Regions from separate parts of the Mus musculus genome. Here regions 1 and 2 are each linked to region 3. Evidence: chromatin contacts called from public HiChIP or PLAC-seq and promoter capture Hi-C data. All regions are on one chromosome and are shown on one strand. The core of a region is the stretch at or near the end of the contact, and the rest is flanking DNA. Distances in the headings are between cores, read along the strand shown.

What was found. HiChIP or PLAC-seq counts read pairs in DNA pulled down with a chosen protein or histone mark. Capture Hi-C pulls out chosen DNA fragments and counts their contacts.
Region 1: an H3K27ac HiChIP or PLAC-seq map of embryonic stem cells shows a contact between it and region 3, with 5 read pairs. The contact joins the enhancer-like site here to the promoter of Pxn in region 3. A contact is called at or near these places in 2 of 39 promoter capture datasets (erythroid cells and neural stem cells), 2 of 115 datasets of contacts at active chromatin or transcription factors (both in embryonic stem cells) and 2 of 9 other capture datasets (adipose tissue and pancreatic islet).
Region 2: a contact with region 3 is called in a promoter capture Hi-C map of liver. The contact joins the promoter of Pla2g1b here to the promoter of Pxn in region 3. A contact is called at or near these places in 1 of 39 promoter capture datasets (erythroid cells), 6 of 115 datasets of contacts at active chromatin or transcription factors (embryonic stem cells, heart atrium and intestinal villus epithelium) and 3 of 9 other capture datasets (adipose tissue, liver and pancreatic islet).

Annotation. Positions count from the first base shown.
Region 1 is chr5:115,442,795-115,447,248 of GRCm38.p6, reverse strand. Msi1 (musashi RNA-binding protein 1) reads right to left here. Exons shown (of 15, transcript NM_008629.2): 10 at 1,774-1,854; 11 at 63-119. Among named protein-coding and RNA genes, the nearest start is that of Msi1, 15 kb to the right of the region's middle. Within about 2 kb of position 2,913, at least 8 of the 459 cell types and tissues checked have an H3K27ac peak or open chromatin away from gene starts, as enhancers often do. A contact at or near this core is called in embryonic stem cells, where this site is marked.
Region 2 is chr5:115,464,614-115,468,983 of GRCm38.p6, reverse strand. Pla2g1b (phospholipase A2, group IB, pancreas) reads right to left here and starts at 2,842. Exons shown (of 4, transcript NM_011107.2): 1 at 2,664-2,842. The coding sequence starts at 2,697.
Region 3 is chr5:115,504,080-115,508,380 of GRCm38.p6, reverse strand. It overlaps Pxn (paxillin), which reads right to left and starts at 1,705. Exons shown (of 12, transcript NM_133915.3): 1 at 1,513-1,705. The coding sequence starts at 1,525.

The sequences.
Region 1 (4,454 bases), core at 1,664-4,163, 62 kb after region 3:
GTCCCTCTCCCCTCCTTTCTCCCCGCGTGGCCTATGAGATGCACGGAATCTGAGCCACTGACCTGTGAGCTCGGGGAGGACTGGGGCGCTCGGGAGAGGGCTCCGCTCTACACGGAATTCTAAAATGAAACGTAAGACAGCTTAGGAAATCGCAGGGGAGCCCCTTTGGCATGGCCCCTGGCGGGGGACAGGGGGCAGGGAGAAACGCACCCACGGGGACCAGGGGCGAGGGGGCGGGTCATGCACGGGACTCAAGAACTGGGAATGGAAAGTGCACAGTCTCAGTAGGTGAGGTGGGGCAGAGGGGTGAGAGAGAGAGAGAGAGAGAGAGAGACAGACAGACCAACCGACAGACAGACAGATGATATGAAAGGGAGAATGAACGAAACTAGAGATGCCGCCTAATCCTGCGCACAAGGCACCACCAGCAGTGGGATTCCCAAGGTTTGGTGCTGAGAACTGAGCCCAGGACTTTACATAGGCTAGATCAGTAAGAGAAGCACTCTCTTACTGATCTGCACCCTGGGGCCCCGTTTCTGTTCCGTTTTTTAAAGGGTTATTTATTTTATGTGTATGGGTGTTTCGCCGACAGGTAGGTATATATATATACATATATATATATGCATATATATGTATATATATATATTATATATGCATGCCACGTGTATGCCTGGGGCCTTTCGAATTCTGAAGGATGTTTTAGATGCCCTGTAAACGGAGTTACAGACAGTTGCAAGCCACCATAAGGGTGCCGGGGACTGAACCTTCGTCCTCCGGAACAGCCAGTATTCTTAACTGGGGTCAGTCCCTAGTGACACCACTTCCCAGTCGAATCTTTGTAGCAACTCTTCTGTCCTCTGAGCAGTTTCTCATCTCTACAACAGGATCCCCGAGAGGGCTAGGTGTCTGTGGTGTGTACTAAGGACTGCAAGCTAAACAAACAGCCCAAGGACAGGGGAGGTAAATGCTTAGGGACCCCTCCAGGAAATAAGACCCAAACGGACTGGGATGTGTAGCTCAGTGGTAGAGGCCTTGCTTAACATCCCGGAGGCCCTGGGTTCACTGCCCGTAACCAGCCACAGCACAGAAGAGGAGGAGTAGGTGGCTACATGGTGAACTTGAGGCCTGCCTAGGCTCTACCTCAACGACAGATGAATAATACTTGGGACGTGGCTCTGGCGGAGCACGTGTGAGGTCCAGTCCACTCCCAGCACTACAGAGACAACCAACCAAGGGTCTGGAAATGATTTGATACTTAACAGGAAACAATGCTAAATACTAACACGACAGCCCAGGGTTTTGTATTTCTGTTTAAAATATAGGTCTAGTGTTATCTTTATTTTGTAGCTTTAAGGTTCAGCGGGTAAGCTCTCAGGCTCTATACAGCACTCGGTACCCCGTGAAGACTCAGTACAGCACCTTTAAGTACCTTTGTGAGGACGTGAATCCCAATGGCCCTTGGAGAAGCCCCCACCCCCACCCCAAGTCCAGGGCTGTCTTTGGAGGGACTGGCAATTTTTAAGTCGGGCAGGGATGGAGAAAGTCAGAAAACAGGCAGAGAATGGATGGCCTGGGCAAAACTGTACCATGCAGGGCTACACCAGGATCCCCACACTCTCGGTGGAGGGGGTGGGAGAAAGAGACTCCTCGGACACGCCCTTCCTTCCAAGCATCCGGCCATGCACTCTAGATGCCCGCCACCCTGAGGAGGAGTCACACTGTCTGGAACTGGGGACATGCTGGACATGTGGAGAGACACCCAGGGGGACTTACCGGGGAACTGGTAGGTGTAACCAGGGGCAAGGCCTGTGTAACTCCGGCTGGCGTAGGTCGTGGCTTGGAACCCTGGGTAACCTGATGGGACAAAGCGACGGGGTGAGAAACCTTGCCCTCAGCGGGGGGCAAGGCCAGCTTGGATCTGAGGGTGCTCATAGTCTTCCTACAGCTAGCTTGTCACAGATAAGCCTTAGGTTTCCAGTAGACTTCTATGCACCAAGCCCCAAGCTGGGCACAGCGTTTATCATCTTACAAGACCTCTCAAGTGCTGTATCAGGGAGGCCTGGTGAGGGGCTCACACGGAAACTGAGGCACAGAGAGCTGAAACTGGATAAGAACAACACAACCCTGTTACCCAACTCTTCCCACCCGGGCTCCCATCTTCTTCTGCTCCCGATCTCTCACACAGCTTTCTCTTCCTGCCTCTACGCCCCGACTTGCTGTTTCTCAAGAGTTTGCAGAGATCAGACCAGGGCCCTTGCACACAATGCCATCTCTGCCCGTGGCACCCACACGAGACCACTGAGGCCTTGTTACGCTGGTGTCAGGCAGGTCTCTCCTCTCTCTGCACGGAGGCTACAGTTCCTCCTGCGTCGTCCCGCGATTCCTCTGAGGGTGGGCATTCTATCACCCAGAAGAAGAAAGCCTTCTGTCAGTGCTCACGGAGCACTGGAATTCCGGTTCAGATCCGATTAGCTCCCTGGTTCTCCCTCACCAGCCCTTGCAGGCTCAGCATGTGTGGTGCATGGGTGTGTATGCATGCAAGGGCTCAGCAACTCACGAGTGTCCTTTCCTGTTGCTCTCTGCCTTATTTTATTTTGAGGCTGGGTCTCTCCCAGGGCCTAGAGCTTCCCCACCGTCTACACTGTGTGACCAGGAAGGCCCCAGCACTAGGTTCCAGATGCATGCTTTCACGACAGCGCTGTGGATAAGAACTCCCCGTGACTGCGCAGCTGATGCTCTACCCACTGGGCCATCCCCGCAGCTCCCGACTGACTGCACCATTTATTACTTTTTTCTATAGCTGTTCGAAATCACTTAAGCCAAAAACAACTGACCGCAGACAAAGGTGTTTCTCAAAGTGCTGGATGGGAAGACAACAAAAGAGAGGCAGTGAACCGCCTCATTCCAGCCCCAGACGGTCCGGGGAGGACCAAGACTTGCTTTGAGAGAGCTCCACCTCCAACACACCCTAAGCTGGTCACCTCAGCGAGGTAGAGAGTTCAAGGTCATCCTTGGTTACGAACCAGTTCTAGACTATCCTGGGCTACATGGGTCCGTCTCAAAAAAATTAAAATAAAATAGAGCCAGGCATGATACCACATACCTTTAATCCCAGCCCTTGAGAGACAGAGGCAGGTGGACCTCTGTAAATCTGAGGCCAGCCTGGCCCAGGACAGCCAGGGCTAAAAAGTGAGACGCTGTCACAAACAAACAAACAAACAAACAAGCTGGCAATAGCAAAAAAATTTTTCGGTCAACTAATAATAGTAGGAAATAGTACATTAGATGTAAATATTTCATCAATATAAAACTATAATGCGCTAACACCCCCCCCCCCCGTATGTGCCCACAATTATAAAGATTAAAAAAATACATTATGGCAGTTGAAGGGAGAGGCAGAGGCAGGCAGATCTCTGTAAGCTTAAAGCCAGCCTGGTCTACAGAGCAAGTTCCAGGTTACCCAGTTACCAACAGATCCTGTCTTTAAAAAAAAAAAACCAGTTTTAAGGAAAAGACCTTTCCTCAAAAGACTCAGGAAAAACTCACACATACTGGGCTGGAGAGATGGCTCAGCACTTCTTCATCTCTCCAGCCTTGTCCTGGAACAGGCTAGCCACTAACTCCCCCTGGCCGTATGTTCATCTTCTCAATGTTTGTCTTCACCCTTGATTATTTGTATGTATGTGTTTGTGTATATGTCTGGTCTATGCATATTGCCTGCACGGGGAAAGTGAGGAGCTGCGGGATTCCCTGGAACTGGCCGTGTGGGTGTGGGCAGGCATGAGTCCAGGGAGTGAAACCCGGGTTCTCTACAAAGGCAGTTATGACTTTTAACTGCTGAGCTGGCTTTCCAGCCTGTTTACTCTGTGTCTCTGTGTGTGTGTGCATATGCATGTGAGTATGTGTGTATATGTATGTATGTGTATATGTATGTGTGAGTCTGTGTGCCTGTATTATGATGTGTGTGTGTCTGTGTGTCTCTATGTGTGTATGTATATGTATGTGTATCTCTGTATGTATGTATATATATATATGTGTGTGTGTGTATGTGTGTATGTGCTCGAGTGCCCTCTCATGTGTGCTCCCTAAGGACTGAGCATACATATAACACCTCATGATCTAGGTACTTTTGTGAAATTCACCTTTTTTAAAAAAAAAATTAATGTGGCCGGGCATAGTGGTGTACTTGGGAGGCAGAGGCAGGTGGATTTCTGAGTTCTAGACCAGCCTGGTCTACAGAGTGAGTTCCAGGACAGCCAGGGCTGCACAGAGAAACCTTGTCTCAAAAAACAAAAAACAAACAAACAAACAAAAACCCAACCAAACAAAAATTAATGTATGAGTATCTGCACATACACCTGCTCGCCAGAAGAGGGCGACAGATCCCATTACAGATGGTTGTGAGTCACCCCATGTGGTTGCTGAGAATTGAACTCAGAACTTCTCTGGAAGAA
Region 2 (4,370 bases), core at 1,593-4,092, 41 kb after region 3:
GGAGAGCTTCCACCTGTCTCCATCTCTGAAGTCATGGAATTGTAGGGGTGTCGCTGCTGTGCCTGGATTTTTCTGTGGGTGCTAAGGCATCCTAGCTAATGTGTTCCCACTCAGTCGGTAGGACAGGAGGTTCTCAAGAGCAGGTCTCCTGGCTTTCATTCTCCTTAAAGCCTATCACTGTGCTTAACACACGTTGTGGTGTATGTGTGTGTGATATGTATTTGTGTATGGTATGTGTGTGCCTGTGTGTGTGGTGTATGTGTGTGTATTGTGTTATGTGTTGTTTGTGTGTGTTTGTGTATGTCTGTATATGTGTGGTGTATATCTGCTTGCGTGTGTGGTGTGTGTGTCTCTTTGTGTGTATATGTGTGTGTATTGTGTTGTGTGTTGTTTGTGCATATTTGTGTGTGGTGTGTGTTTTGTGTGTGTGGTATATCTGTGTTTGTGTCTATGCAGTGAGTGTATTTGTGTTTGTGTGTGTGTGCATGTGACTCTAGATAAGCCATGAATAAAGTCAGTGAGTGAAGTATGTGCCTGGTACCTAGTAGACACTCCACAAAATTCTGTTGAATGAATGAGCAAACCTGTGCCATGACTGCGCTTGCCCAAAGCACAGGCTTTGCAGAGCAGCTCGTGGAGCAGAGGCCGTCAGCCGCTTGCACAGAGTCCTGCTGCATAAAGAGCACAGAGAACAAGGGACTTTCGGGGTCCCATCTCCTCAGTCACCATGCTGCCTTATCGTCTCACACGTTGTCCAGTTCCATCTTTTCATCTTTCTTCCATTCTCTTTTTTATCTTTTTGAGACAAGGTCTCACTCACTATACTGTCCTGGCTGGCATGAACTCACTCTGTAGACCAGGCTGGTTTTGAATTCACAGTTTCCTGCCTCTGTTTCCCTAGTGCTGGGATTGAAGGCACGCAGCAGCACCTTGCTTGGCCTCCTTTATTCATTCTTTCTGAGACAGGAGCTAACATTGTAAAAATAGGCTGGCCTTGAATTCATGACAATCCTTCTGCCTCAGCCTCTGGAGAGCTAGAATGATGAGTGTGAGCACCACAATGGGGTCTTCCTATGTAAACAAGGCTGACATCAAACTAGAAATCCTCCTGCCTCAGCCTCCTGAGCGTGGAGATCAAGGGCGCGTAAGACCCTGCCCTGCTTACTCTATTTTTGGGCTCATTCTGGCTAACCATTTGTGGGGAGACCCCAGGGACAAAGAAAGGGAGCAGCTGGCTTTTCCCACGATGTGGGTGACCCCTGTGGTGGCAGTAAGTAGGGGCTGTATCCCTAGGTGACACAGCTAGACATATGCTTTACAGAAGCTAGACACAGTCATAACTAACGCACAGAGTGTGCGCGTGTGCGCAAACACATGTGCTTTTGGAACAGGCACACGACGCTTTTATCTCTGAGGCTCAGTCTACAGCCTGATTGCAGGTCTCAATCATTGCTGGGTGAATAGAAACGACTTACGTGCCAACTACAGGTGACTCCGTGCACAGGGCCCAAATCTGTTTCTGTTCACGGAGCTGGGGATGTAATGCCTGTATGCAGATGGTGCCTGAATATGTAAATGAATCAGCTGGGCGTGGTGGCGGTGCACACCTTTAGTCCCAGCACTTGGGAGGCAGAGGCAGGCGGATTTCTGAGTTCGAGGCCAGCCTGGTCTACAAAGTGAGTTCCAGGACAGCCAGGACTATACAAAGAAACCCTATCTCGAAAACCAAAACAAAATAAAACAAAAATTGCAGACTCAAGCCAGGCACAGATGGAATCCTAACACTTCAGAGGCTGAGAGAGGAGGGTCCCAAGGCTGGGCTATACTGTGGAGAGGAGACATCTTGAGCCATATAGCAAGGTCATATCAATAAAATAATAATGATTACTATTGATGGTGATGATGATAAGGGGGTCGGTTGGAGAGATGGCTCAGAAGTCATGAACACTTTCGTTCCTTCCATGGGATTCAGGTCTGGTTCTAGCACCCATATGGCAGGCAGCTCATAGTTATTTACAACTCCAGTGCTACAGGATCTGACCCTTCTTCTGGTCTCTGCAGGCACTGCTCACACAATATATACCATATGTGCAGGCAAAACGCTCAGACACATAATGATATATATATATATATATATCAGGACAGCCAGGACTATACAAAGAAACCCTATCTATATCTATATATAGAGAGAGAGGGTTTCTCTGTGTAGCTCTGACTGTCCTGAAACTTGCTTTGTAGACAAGACTGGCCTCGAACTTACAGAGATCTGCTGGCCTCTGCCTTCTGAGAGCTGGGATTAAAGACATTAGTACTACTTGGGGAAAAAAATTTTTTTTTAAAGAAAAAGAAAAGGAAAAGTTGTTAGGGCACTGGCAAGGCCAAGGAAAGTGGTGCCAGGGCAAGAAGACATCAGAGGCAGAAGGGGGCTTCCTTTGCTTGGGTAGGCAAATGAGGGAGCATTTTCTAAGGGGTCATCTGAGTTCAGACCCAGAGGTCGAAAAGCACCAGCTGTCCTGAACACTGGGGTGAAGAGGAGACCCCAACCCAGAGGCTATTAGACCCTAAGGAGAATGCCAAACAATTCCAGCGTGACCAGTGGGAGGGAGGCATTGGAGAAGAGGGAGACCGTAAGGTGCTCAGAGAGAGGCGACAGAGGGGCCTACCTGTGAGCAGAGCAGCCAGCAGAAGGAGTTTCATCTTCAGAAGGAGTGAGGGGAGAACTCCAGTGACTTCCCTCTTTTATACATGGGGCCCCACGCTCCCAAGATAAGGCTGTTTGCTTTGCTCTTAGCCACTCTGGGCTGGCCTTGGTCTATCGGGGGAACAACACAGAGGGATTTGCCTGTAAGAGAAAATAATGCCACAGATTTGCGCCTGGCACTTCCTCCCCAAGGGGATGGTTTCCAGATCTTGGAATCCTTTACTACTCCCCCTAACCCCATTATGACAAGTCTCAGGTTGCCCTGGAACTCATGGGACATCTTTGAACTCCTCTTTACTTTATTAATTTTTTTTTTGAGACAAGGTTTCTAGCCCAGGCTGGCCTCAATCTTGCTGTGTAGCTGAGGATAGCCTTAAATTTTTTTTTTTTTAGATTTAAAAAAAAATATATTTTTAAAAATGCACTCATTTACGTATGAGTGCTCTGTCCGCAGGTACACCTGTAGTCCAGAAGAGGGCATCAGATCCCTTTTACAGACAGTCATGAGCCACCTTGTAGTTGCTGGGAATTGAACTCAGACCTCTGAAAGAACAGACTGCCTGTTGTAGAAATTACTTTAAATCTCAGCCCGAGGTTTCTTTCTTTCTTTTAGATATTTATTTACTTATTTTTATGTATATGAGTACACTGTAGCTGTACAGATGGTTGTGAGCCTTCATGTGGTTGTTGGGAATTGAATTTTAGGACCTCTGCTCGCTCTGGTCGGCCTCGCTTGCTCTGGCCCAAAGATTTATTTATTATATTATAATAAGTCCACTGTTGCTGTCTTCAGACACCAACATCAGATCTTATTATGGGTGGTTGTGAGCCACCATGTGGTTGCTGGGATTCGAACTCAGTTCGTTCGGGAGTGCAGTTGGTGCTCTTACCCGCTGAGCCATCTCGCCAGCCCCAGGCCCAAGGTTTCTACCCCACCTTAGACCATTTAGACTCCGGAACACACACAACAATAAGCTTCAAGCAGCATAGTTGCTGGGCAGCTGCCTACCCTCTGGGCTATTAGAATCTACCTTCCTATCGATAACCCCGAGTTATTACTTACTATATTTCATCTGGACTGCTCTTATCTCCAATTGGTCAGCCCACGTGGTGACGTTTTCCCTTTTTCCTAACCAAAGATGGCCTCTCCTTCCTCTTCTCCTCTCCTTCTTCTCTGACCCCAAGAGTGGGAAACCTAAACACCTAAACCCCACGTATGTCTCTTCTGCCCAGCTATTGGCTGTCTGCATCTTTATTTACCAATCAGAAATAAGTTGGGGCAGGGTCAGAGGTATTGGGGGCTCGCACTTTGCATTACAATAGACGGGCAAAGATGAAAACCTCAGCACAGCCAGCGCTCTTAAGCGCGATCTATCTCACTAGCTCCCTTGTGTGTGCATGTGAGAGTGCAGACGCCACACAGACCAGAAGAGGGAGTCAGTTACAGGGGTTCTGAGCCACCGACGTGAATGCTGGGAATGGAACTTGGTGCTCTGCCACAGCGGTATGATCTTAACCTGAAGCCTGACCCTGAGCTTCTGATACTCCTGCCTCCTCGCACGGCTCCTTAGCCTAGCTTCAAGGGACCTGGGGCAACTATCCTGTTAGACACCGTAAGAAGTCGGGGAGGAAGGCAGGGTGGAGATGACTCCTGCCTTTGTGTCTGGAA
Region 3 (4,301 bases), core at 456-2,955:
ACAGCACGGGGACTGTCCAGAAGCAACAGGGCCCTCAACCAGCCTGTGAGGTGCTGTGACTAGATTCCCCTCGTCCCCACCGGGGGAACCCCTTACACATTCAGATACCTACTCAAAAGCTCATCACCCCGGCCTCCTTTCGAAAGCTCAGGTATTTTTATGTGGAAGAATAAAAATTAAAAATACCTGCCTGGAAGCTACGCCAACCTTGAGTGCATCGGGAACGGACGTGCCAAGCCTGACCCAAAAGCATAGCTATGCCTGGCAGACAGCCCACTCCGTGAACCAAGCAGGACCCAACACCATCCCAGCCTCCAGGATGTTACACCAGCTCCCTGATCCCACAAGGAAACTGTAGCCAGTTTTAAAAATGACCAGTCTTAACTTGGTACCCTGTGTTGCCTGAGAGGTCCCTCAGTCTTATCTAGTGAATCTGCTCCTCAGAGCCAGGGACACGGATGGCACCAGCGGTCATACAAGCCACCCACAGTCCAGAGAGTGAAGACAAGGCTCCTACAGAGAAGGGACTTTATCCCACACACACCTCCTCAGCTGAGGGGCCCTCCGGGGAGGGGAAGACAGGGGCTCCTTCACGCTGGGATTCACTGGGCATTCCTAGAAGCCTTGAATCAACCCCCTTGGGTTTAAAATCCACTTCCAGGAGAGTCTTTCCTTTCCTCTGTCCTAACAGCAGACCAAGTGTGGGCTGAAAAGAATGGCCTCTGGGCTCCAATAACACGAGGACAGTTAAAACTCTGTTCTGGGTGTCCTGTCCTCTTTACCTGTGGGGTTTCCAGCAGCTCTGATGCTGGGGGTGGGGGACCTTGCCAGCCAGGACACGTTCAGAGATGGCCGTAGCCTGCGGCCCATTCCCCTTCTCATTCCTCTGGCATGTCACCAGGGTCTGGGAACGGTGGGTGAGAGGCGGGAGTCATAAGCCACCACCCCCCCAAACTTGCCTTTCTAAGTTTAAACTTGATCTTGTAATACAGGGTGACCAGACTTGAAACGGTGTGTGGTGGGGGTTGGGGGGGGGTGTATATGCAGTACCCCCGGGGACACTTGTCATTAGAATGGGGGTGTGGTCCTCACAAGCTTTTCTGTGGGCTGTGATAGGAAATGGGTGGGCTCTCTCGAAAGGGGCTATATCCCTGAAACGGGGTGGGGGGTCTGGGGGCAGTGTGCAAAGTGGAAGGTGGCCTGGAGGGAACAGAGGGGGGTCATAGAAGAAACAGCCTCTGAGACCGAGTCCCATAGGCAGACGCTCTGAGGTGGGGGTGGGGAAGCCAAGTGAGGGTCTCCTGCAAGCCAAGGAGGTCTGCCCCGGGAGCGGGGCGCCTCTCCCAGAGGTGGGTCCCTGAACACCCAGTACGGGATCGAGGTCCTCAGGCGCCGCAGCGAAGAGCGGCCAGCACAGCCCCGGGCCGTAGGCACCGCAGCCCAGCCGGGCGCTAGGGTGGGATCGGCGGCCGCCGGGCCCCGGCCGCTCCGCCCTCCGTCTCCCGCACTCACCGAGGTCGTCCATGGCTGGTCCTCAGACGCCAGTCCCCGGCTCGATGTCGCCCTCGCTGCCCGTCTCCGGGCTGCTCCTCGCCGCCCCGCAACTTTTCCGCGTCCAGCCTCGGCCCGGAACGGAACCCGCTGCCGCGCTGCCTCCTCCTCCACCACCGCCGCCGCCGCCGGCGCGCGCGCCCGCGACAGGATAGCCCCGCCCCCGCGTGCACGCTGGCCACGCCCCGCCTCCGACCCCCCACCCCCCCAGCACGCCCAATCCCGCAGGGGGCGAAAGCTGGGCGTGGTCGTGGCGCCCCCTGGCGGCTGGACAGGCTGGTGGCGTCTATAGGCCATGAACCTCTGCGTTCAGTCTGACCCGACCTTCTGGCAGACTAGTCACTCAAGAGAGTCGGTGGCAGATTTGTCACTCAAGAGAGTCGGATTTGTCCACCTGTCCCTGTAGGTCACCTCCCAGGAGGATTAAATCGGCTTGCCTGGAGCCTTTGGACTGATGGCAGTGCTAGTCATCCCAGAATAATATCCCAGATGTAGTTTTTGTGAAACAGGGTCTCTCTCTCTCTCTCTGTCTCTCTGTCTCTCTCTCTCAGGGTCTCTCTCTCTCTGTCTCTCTCTCTCTCTCTGTCTCTCTCTTTGGTTTTTCTTTTTTTTTTTTTTTAAAGTATTCATTTGAATTAATGTTGAAACAATTCATGGTTTTTTTTTTTAAAGATTTATTTATTTATTACATGTAAGTACACTGTAGCTGTCTTCAGAAGAGGGCGTCATATCTCGTTACAGATGGTTGCGAGCCACCATGTGGTTACTGGGATTTGAACTCTGGACCTTCGGAAGAGCAGTCGGGTGCTCTTACCCACTGAGCCATCTCACCAGCCCTCTCTTTGGTTTTTCGAGACAGGGTTTCTCTGTGTAGCCCTGGCTGTCCTGGAATTCACTCTATAGACCAGGCTGGCCTCAGAAATCCGCCTGCCTCTGCCTCCTGAGTGCTGGGATTAAAGGCATGCACCACCACTGCCCGGAGAAACAGGGTCTCTTTGTACCTCCAGCCAGGCTGGAACCTGAGACCTTTGTCCTGACTGGTAACATCAGCAGTGGCTGCGACCAACTCTGGCCCCAGATCCAGTACTTTAGAGCTTATGAAACCTTTCATTTTACCCCTTTCCCTGCTTCCCCCTTCCTAGAGACTGCCAAAATTCTGCACAAGGTAGATTTACCCCACATTACAGCAAAGCAAAAACTACCAAAACTTCATTCCCGGATCCTGGCAGATTTGCCCAGGGGACTCAGAAACTGGATGATAAAAGCCTGGTGTAGTAGCTCAGGACTATAATCTCAGCTAGTTGGGAGATGCAGGCAGGTCTTCAAATTCAAGATTACACTGGACTAGAGAAAGAGTAAGGACTAAACTGGGCAATTTATAGGAAGACCTGTCTCAAATTTTAAATTTTTTGAAAACTTTTAAAAATAAATACACACACACACACACACACAAACTGAGTGTGGTGGCACAAGACTATAATCCCAGAATTTAGTAGGCAGAGGCAAGTTTATCAGGAGTTCAAAGTTGTCCTTAACACCACACAGTCAGTTCAGTTCAAAGCCAGCCAGGGCTACATAAGACCCTGTCTCAAAACATACATACATACATACATACATACTTCAAGACCAGCCCAACAAGTAACATAGGACTTAAATCCCCACCCTTAGGAAGTGGAAGCAGGAGAATAAGAAATTCAAGGCCATCCTTAGCTAAATATTGATTATGAAACTACCCTGGGCTATATAAGACTCTATCTAAAATCATTGACAAATAAAAATGTAAACTGTTGGCCAGGCATGGTGGCACATACATTTAATTCTAGCACCCAGGAGGTAGAAGCAGGTAGATCTCTGTGAGTTCCAGGACAACCAGAATTACGTAATAGAAAAACCCGTCTCAAAAAACAACACAACAGCCGGGCAGTGGTAGTGCATCCCTTTAATCCCAGCATTTGGGAGGCAGAGGGAGGTGGATTTCTGAGTTCAAGGCCAGCCTGGTCTACAGAGTGAGTTCCCAGACAGGCAGGGCTATACAGAAAAACCCTGTCTTGAAAACCAAAAGAAGAAAAAAAAATGTTTTTTGTCTCAGTGACAAAGCACCTGCTTAAAGTGCCTGAAGCCCTGGATTTAGTCTGCAGTACTCCCATCCCTAATAGTAGAAAGTGTACACTGTGGTGGTTTGAATGAGATTGGCCCCACAGGCTCATATATTTGAACACTCGGTTCCCCAGCCTGTGGATCTGTTTGGGAAGGACTGGGAGGTGTGGTCTTTGCTGGAGGAGGTGTGTCACTAGGAAGCAAGCTTTGAAGTTTCAAAAGCGCCACTCCATTCCCACTCTCTGTCTGCTTCCTTTTCATAGATCAAGACCTAAACTTTTAGTTTACGGCTCCCGCGCCAGGCCCGACTGCCTGCTGCCTGACTCCCCCCACTTGGTGATCATGGGCATTGCCCTTGGGAACAGCAAGCTTCCAATGAACTGCTCTATTAACACAGCCTGGCTTGTGGTGTTTTGTCACAGCAATTGAAAAGGTAACTAAGACAAGTGATTTGTAAAATAAAAATAAAGAAGAGAGGCTGGAGAGATGGCTCAGCAGTTAAGAGCACTGACTGCTCTTCTGAAGGTCCTGAGTTCAAATCCCAGCAACCACGTGGTGGCTCATAACCATCTGTAATGAGATCTGATGCTCTCTTGTGGTGCCTCTGAAGACAGCTACAGTGTTCTTATGTATAATAAATCTTTACAAAAAAA